Regions from separate parts of the Drosophila melanogaster genome. Here region 2 is linked to region 1. A link is a contact called in public Hi-C data. All regions are on one chromosome and are shown on one strand. The core of a region is the stretch at or near the end of the contact, and the rest is flanking DNA. Distances in the headings are between cores, read along the strand shown. Region 1 holds the start of CG14811. Region 2 holds the start of Lamtor5 (Late endosomal/lysosomal adaptor, MAPK and MTOR activator 5).

Region 1 (3,630 bases), core at 338-2,837:
AAACTTTTTGCTACGCCCACTATAACGCCCTAAAGCTGCCAAATCGGTCACGCCCACACTTTGGAACAATTTTCAAATTTTTCCTGATTTTATTACCCAATATCTATCCCAGAAAAATGATTAAATTTCGCAATCGCATTCACACTAGCTAAGTAACGGGCTTTCTTGTTTTGAATTGGCTTTCTTAAAAATAGAAATTCAAAATGTAACAACAAGGCAAACCTTGCCTTCATTCATACAAAAGTCTTAACTAATTGAATAGCTATAGACCAATGTGGGGGTAATATCAATTCTGAAAGCTTTGGTGAAATCCTCAGCGCGTGTTCAACCAGTGAAGGCAACCTCTGCGGGCTTTAATGCCTCAATTGTTTTATTCATGGTATAGTCTTAACTAAGCTAAGCACAGAAAACTAGTTTAAACAACGTAAGCTTTAAATGCCCATCAAGAATGGAGCAAACCGTGAAGCGTGGTACAGAACCCTGTAAAAGCTACACCATACTTTCGTGCCACACTATGAAGCGCTAAAATTGCGTTGATTTGAAATTTCTGCAATCGAAGCAAGCGAGCAGTGAAACCCTTATTAAAAATGACATGACAATTGCGACATAAGTTGCCCCACTGCGTCAATGAATCCCTAAGCCCGATCCCGACCAAGTTATAATAGTCGTTGCGCCCAGTTAGGTAGATTTATTAGTCACAGCATTTCTAGAAGGTTAAGGCGAACTTCTTGGGCTGCTTCGGGATTGCGCCTTTCGAGGTCGATGTAGCTGGCTTGGTGGAGCCGCTGTTCTCATTTAGATCCTTCACTTCATCCTCCTCCTTCTCCTCCTCCATCAGCACGGGCATAGCAAAATTGGACCCAATTGGGAGGTTAATCGAGTTGCGGCGGACAAGCGAGTAGCGGCGTTTGGGAGCTGGCTTCGGTTGATCATCCGGGAACTCGTTGGTGATAGAAATACGACGAGGCGGTTGCATCGACCGCGAGGTGGGGTTACAAGCTTGGGAGAAATGACCCTTCAACCAGAGGCTCTTGATTTCGGCATAGGTCTGGTAGTGGCCCACCGCAGTTGGCTGGGGCAGATGGGGATAGTAATGCAGGTTGCTGGCAAAAAACTGCTCATTCGAGGTGGAAGCCACAGGCTGTTTTGGTTTTAAGGACACGCTGGCCAATTGACGGGTTAGGTCCTCTTCGGCGCGAGCGGTGCGGTCGAATCGCGAAAAGAACACAGTCTTCTTTTGCACCGCATTGGTCGGTCCGTCTGCGACACGTTCGGTGCGGATGAAACGTGAATAGGTCACAGTCTTCTTTTTAGTCCCATTGGACTTGGCAAAACTTTGCTCGGAAGAACTCATCATCGTCGATTCGAATCTCTTGTTCTTGTTCAAGGGAATACAATTTTAAGCAAGACGCAACATACCAATATTACACTCTTGAACATACCCAAATGGATGCCTGTATATTCGTTTCCATTATTGGCTTCATTATGACTTGGCGCAGTCTTGATTATTTAAGTAACGAAAAACACAATTTGCCGATTATAGAGCTATATGGTATAGAACTAACTGGTCGTCGTCCTCAATCGTAATGACTTATCCTTTTGGCTCAGAAAAACAAGTTGACTATCACGTTGAAGTTTCTGGAGCAGAGTTCTTAACAGAAGTGGCCATCACTACTGGCTCCTCTGTTGTCGATAGGATGGCAACCCTAGCTGATAGATTATTAGAGATGTGCTTCTTATTGTTTCCTAGTCAGAAGATCAAGATTTTAAGATATTGAAGACAATGCATAGCAGAAGAATACAAATCTCGAATTAGTAATATCAGATCATTTCATATCGTTTATATTGTTTCGCTTTCCAAGGCTTTGCCACTTTGTACTGTAGTTCATCAGTGACTCTTCTCTATCAAATTGAACAAACGCCTTTGCAAGCGAAACGCGAACAGTTGAGTTCTCAAGCACTCAGTTCTGTCGTTTGGTTAATTCCCTCTGGATTAGCAAATCCCAAAATGTTGGTCAGTGCAGGATTTGTGGAACAGAGCATAAAGAAGTTTTGCAGTCTCGTATTGGTTAAACTAAAAAATCTGACACCAATCCCTTTATTTACATACATTGTTTGCATCTCTTGAGTATTTTTGCGTTTTATTATTATTGGTGTATTTATTTACATTTGTGATTTTGTATTAAAAATGGGGTAAATAACTATGATATTTGGCTTTTTTATATCAATACGGTAAAAATCAATTAAAACCCGAAATTGTTCGAACCACTCCTTTCGGGCGCCAAACAGTCAAGTTCTCAACTCTAAAGGCTACTACTAAAGCTCACTAGCCAAGATACACGGCCACTGTCCACTGTGATTAAACGGTATTGGCTGAACAGTGTCCCAAAATACTAGTTAGTTTGTAATATTCATCTATGCTGTTCAAACATAGAACTTGCATACTATATTGACAAAATGATTGCCCACCTAAAATAAACTAAAAATAAGTAAAGAGCGTTTCAGAACTCACTGGTCGTCGTTCTTACTCGAAATGACTTCTCTTTTTAGGTCAGCAAATAAGGGTACTATCACGTTAACGTTTCTGGTGCAGAGTTCTTACCAGAATTGCCATTTCAGTGACCAACACTACTGGCTCCTCTGGTATCGTCAGGATGGCAACCCTTCCTGATAGTGCCTTCACTTTATTGAGAAGTGCTCGTCATTGTGTTTAAAGACAATTTATAGCGGAAGAGTTTAATCTCGTATTAGTAATATCAGATCATTTCATATCGTTTATATAGTCTTCATTGATTCGCTTAATGAATTGTTGAGTTCTCGTGCACTCAGTTTAGGCATTGGGTTAATCCCCACAGGATTAGGAATCCCAAAAAGTTGGTCAGCAAATTTGTGTGCAGGATGCAGGATTTGTGGCATGGAACAAAAAGCTTCGCAGTCTCGTATTGGCCCAATTAAAAAGTATGACACATTGACACCAATGCTCTTGCTTACATACAATGTTTGCATCTCTTGGGTCTTTTTGCGTTTGGAAAATTATGGTCTACCTATAGTAAACAAACGGTTTATACCTTAACAAATTTCCCAATACACATTTTGTACAGTACAGTGGGTCTGGAGGAAGTAACACGCCAATAAAACCCAAGATGAGTGCAGGTAAAATTAGGCAGAAGACTTCCAGACACGCGTCAGCTTGTCTTGGATAAACGCTTGGATTGCCCTTAAGTCAGGTCGCCTTCGGGTCGTGCCTAACTACCTGATAACTACTGTCCGACCCGTTATCGGTCACAATGTGTTTTTAATCTCCTTTTAAAAGTCCTGCCTGAACCTGAGCCCTTATAAAGGCCCTGATATGAGGGCGCCGAGGATCAGTTGACTTTTTGAACTGGCGAGGAAAGGACCTTAAGCAGTGTGAAGTGAAGTAAACTATTTTAAACTATTATTTCGGAGACTAATCATTTACCAAAGATACATGAAATTGGGTAAGATTGTGTGCTATTACATATTATTAAGCACTGATTGTCGAGGTATAAACCACTGTGCAGCAAACAGCTGTTTGGTGTCGAAGCAATCCGCTGATTGAAAGCTTCACAGCTCTGTGTCGCGCTGATAGCCGCCGACAGAGATGGCATC
Region 2 (3,630 bases), core at 715-3,214, 37 kb after region 1:
ATAAGGGTCATGAAGCGCGAACAATTTGAGTGGGGCTCTCCATGTCCGATGGTACGCAAACACCGAGATAGGTCATCACTGGTCACATGGGGATCCATCCAACTGAACGCTTAATTCGAGTTGAAGGCTTTATTGCGCTGGCTAAACAAACGCACCTTGGTGCCAATTTCGGTGCTCATTTTTTGTTTTTGTCATGTTTTATCAACTTTATTGTCTCTGCGGTGTTTACCTTGCACAGCCGCAGCTTTTCGACACCCACAGAAACGCAGGGAAAAAACGAAAAAGAGGCAACGACGGAGGCCTAGACGCCACACGTGGGTCGCCAGTGCCCCTGGTGAAAGTTCAAGGCTGCAACAGGTAGACACAAGCCGCAAACAGAGTGGGTTTACCTAGCAGATGTGCTTGCATATCCGAGGCGCAAAACCAACCAAACAAGCTCCACATCGCGGCGGTGCCACAAGGATCATGGAACCAGGGATCGCAGATCTGCAGTAGTTTAAGGCGCCACACCTCTCTTGCCAGGAAGGATACCTTCCAATTAGAGCGAACGCCTTCTAAAGCGAATTCCAATCAGCAAGGACTTCGCATGTAAACGAACTAATATGGCGATTAGCTATTTGAAACAATCTCTTCCATTGAGTGTGTATTGTGGATAGCATGGCTCGTGGGCTCCGGAATGCGCTGCAATTTGTCTGCTGGCACTACTGATACCGCTGCATTGTTACCGCCTTGTTGCATGCATCATGCCATGCCCACGTCCACGTCCACGTTTGTGTACAACTTCTTACATGACGTGGGCGCCGGCATTTCCTCGATGCGGTGCACCCAACCCGAAATGCAAACCCGGAAAATGTGCAAGATACTGCTGCACGAAGCACACCAGGCCGTTATGATTCAGTAATTACGTTTGAAAATCGAGTAAATGGCCAAGTTCAAAAGCTCTTAGCTGGCTTGCTTCATCGCTATAAATTTAATTGGTGTACATTGTGTTTACTTTCTGGGGCTTAATCGTACAAAGTCTTTATGTACATGTTGATGACGCTAGACTGGTTAAGACAAACAAGATCAAGTAACAGCAGTGCTTAATGCGTAATCCGTAATGCTTATGCTATGCGAGTCGTACAAAACAATGCTTATGGTAATGGCTATCGGTTAGAATGAGCGACAAATGTAACAGGCGCTACCATCGGGCGAATCGAGCGAAGCGGGCGCGACTTGGAAGATATAAGTATCTGTATCTGGCTTTGTATCCGTATCCGTATTTTGACTTGCGTATTTGGCCTGAGAGTTGCGATTGAGGCCCCAACTTTCGTTAGTTGCTGGGGGCGGTCGCCGATGTACCCGTCGGCTGCTTGAAGATAACGCCTGTGATCTCGCCGTCCTTCTGGATGACACAGCGTCTGCGGGGAAAGAAACGGGTGTCAATTAATACGCAGCAGAAATATAATTCATAAATAGTTTAAGGTACATTCTTTAAACTATTCCGACTATTCCAAGAGTAGTCCGTATCTAGTCCACCTAGATACAGCCCCTCATATCCCTCCTCCCACTTACTTGTTTCCGCTGTAAAGGCAAATCGTTGCAGGAGCCGTGGCATTCAGCTCCAGTTTGGCCACCTGCTCGGAAATGGCCATTCCGATGCCGGACACGTTCGGATCAATGTCTCCTTTGGCTGCAAAAATGTATTGTGGCATTACGGCACGGCCACTGACTAATCATCGATACTCACTGCCCAAACACAATCCCTGGCGATTGGCCAGCAGAGCTCCCACTGTGTCCTGCCGTGCGGCGCTGAAAATACGTTATGGATTTGTGGTTTATTTGGAGTACTATCTGGAATCGACGGATCGAGTGTGCCTACATTTCCGCTAGGACTTTCTCCAGTTGCTGCTCCATGGACGACGTCGTTATTTCCGCAGTGAAAAAACAAAGCAAGAACAGAACCAAAACAATGACCAGTGTGACCGCTCGCCGAGAAGACGGCAATACCAATAAGCCGGGCGTTAAGAATCCATGCACAGTGGGTACTACTTGCAAAAAAAAGTGACTCAAATTTAATATTTAGTTTTTAGTTTAAAAAAAAGGGATAACCTTCGCTTATAGTTAAGAATCCAGAAACAATCCACTTTGGTGTATATTGTATATGGTTTATTCATAGCAATCTACATACAAATTACTCAAATCGAAGGGGTGCGACGAAGCACACAAAACAAAACACTGCAATCGCCAGTTACAACTAATTGCAATTAATTTATTTGATACCGTTATATGCAGCGCAGCGGAGTGCACAAAATTAGTTTAATTAATTGGCTTTGATGGTGTTTTTTTTTTTTTTTTTGGAATCAATTACTCGCTCTGAGAAGCTGTCTGCGCCATAAATATGTAAAGTTCGCACATGGAAAAATAATTCTCAACATGCTGCAGCAGTTGAATTAATTGCATCGCATCGGATGACCCCGGGAAATTATGTATATTTATGTACTACTTAGGTGGGCGTGGCCAGCGGCGCGGCCTACACGATCTCGTACTTTTCCACGAACAGAATGGACTCGCTTGAATACTTGACCGCCGCCTCGCTGTCCACCTGCACCACATCCTGGGCCACGACGCCCGCATACGGCGTTTTCGAGACGAAGGACACCTGCAAGGGGAAGAAGTCACCGGGAATGGAGGCACTGCAGCTGAACTCCATAGAACCGGACTTGTTGGCGGCATCGATTATTGGAATGTGCCACTGGAGCACATGCTTGCGTGAATCGTAGTTGTAGGTGCCGTCGTACTCCGCCACCGAAGGCTGCACATTCATTCTAAGGGTGAAATGGAATAAGTAATCGCCTGCACATCTACGCCATTACTACACTTACGGCAAGGGAATGACAATGGCCACGTCCTGCAGCTCTAGCTGCTGCGCCTCCAGTTCATACTCAATGTTAACATCGCATCCACCCTCTCCATTATCCGATGGCCAGCAGTTAACTGGGAAAAAGGGAGAAACACAAGCACGTGGCTGAGCGAGAGGGAAGAAGTTGTTTGGGTTTGGATGAACTTACTGGTCAGCGGGACTGCCGACTCGTCCTGCGAGACGAAGCGCCACTTGAGCACACCCACATCGGTGTTAAGGGGAAACGGCTTGCCCAAGTTCTTTAGTCCGATGGTAGTGCGCGACTTGAACAGCTCCTTGTCCACGTTGGGGTGGGTCTGCAACTGCAGGCCCTGTGTGTGGTTGGGAGACAGCTTCAGCAAAATGCGTCCGTAGGCCTCGTCCGTAATGCGCAACGTCAGGAGGCCCGAGTTCTCGAACTGCTGCACGCCACCATCGCGTCCCAGACGCACTACTAGCTTGTCCTCAATCTTCAGATGTACGCTGAAAATAGATGTTATGCATTTAATAACTAACTATACAATCGAGCTGAAACCCACCTCTCTTTGTGAATGTCCGACGCGATAGCTGCCTTGGCCGCTGCACTGGCGCTAGCTGCAGCACTGGAACCTCCAGCGGGCGCCGCCGGTGCCAGATTGGCAATCTTCTCGCCCTCGTTCTTCAGCTGATCCACGAAACTATCGACGTCCTTGGACTTGCCACCTAGCTTGAGGGCATTGCGGGAAGCTGGTTTACTGCTGATGAAATCA

What was found. A called contact is a pair of places that touch in the nucleus more often than the background predicts.
Region 2: a Hi-C map of the Kc167 cell line shows a contact between it and region 1, with 1.7 times the contacts expected there. The contact joins the promoter of Lamtor5 here to the promoter of CG14811 in region 1. A contact is called at or near these places in 48 of 107 Hi-C or Micro-C datasets (the Clone 8 cell line, the Kc167 cell line, the ML-DmBG3-c2 cell line and 17 more).

The regions. Positions count from the first base shown.
Region 1 is chrX:1,820,794-1,824,423 of dm6, forward strand. It overlaps CG14811, which reads right to left and starts at 1,588. Exons shown (of 2, transcript NM_130586.2): 1 at 1,443-1,588; 2 at 676-1,378. The coding sequence starts at 1,484. The coding sequence ends at 707. The region is part of intron 2 of prage (prage,); the gene reads left to right.
Region 2 is chrX:1,857,007-1,860,636 of dm6, forward strand. Lamtor5 (Late endosomal/lysosomal adaptor, MAPK and MTOR activator 5) reads right to left here and starts at 1,965. Exons shown (of 4, transcript NM_001272215.2): 1 at 1,862-1,965; 2 at 1,730-1,791; 3 at 1,555-1,672; 4 at 883-1,400. The coding sequence starts at 1,896. The coding sequence ends at 1,313. It overlaps deltaCOP (Coat Protein (coatomer) delta), which reads right to left. Exons shown (of 8, transcript NM_143755.4): 5 at 3,421-3,618; 6 at 3,051-3,364; 7 at 2,865-2,976; 8 at 2,135-2,807. The coding sequence ends at 2,513.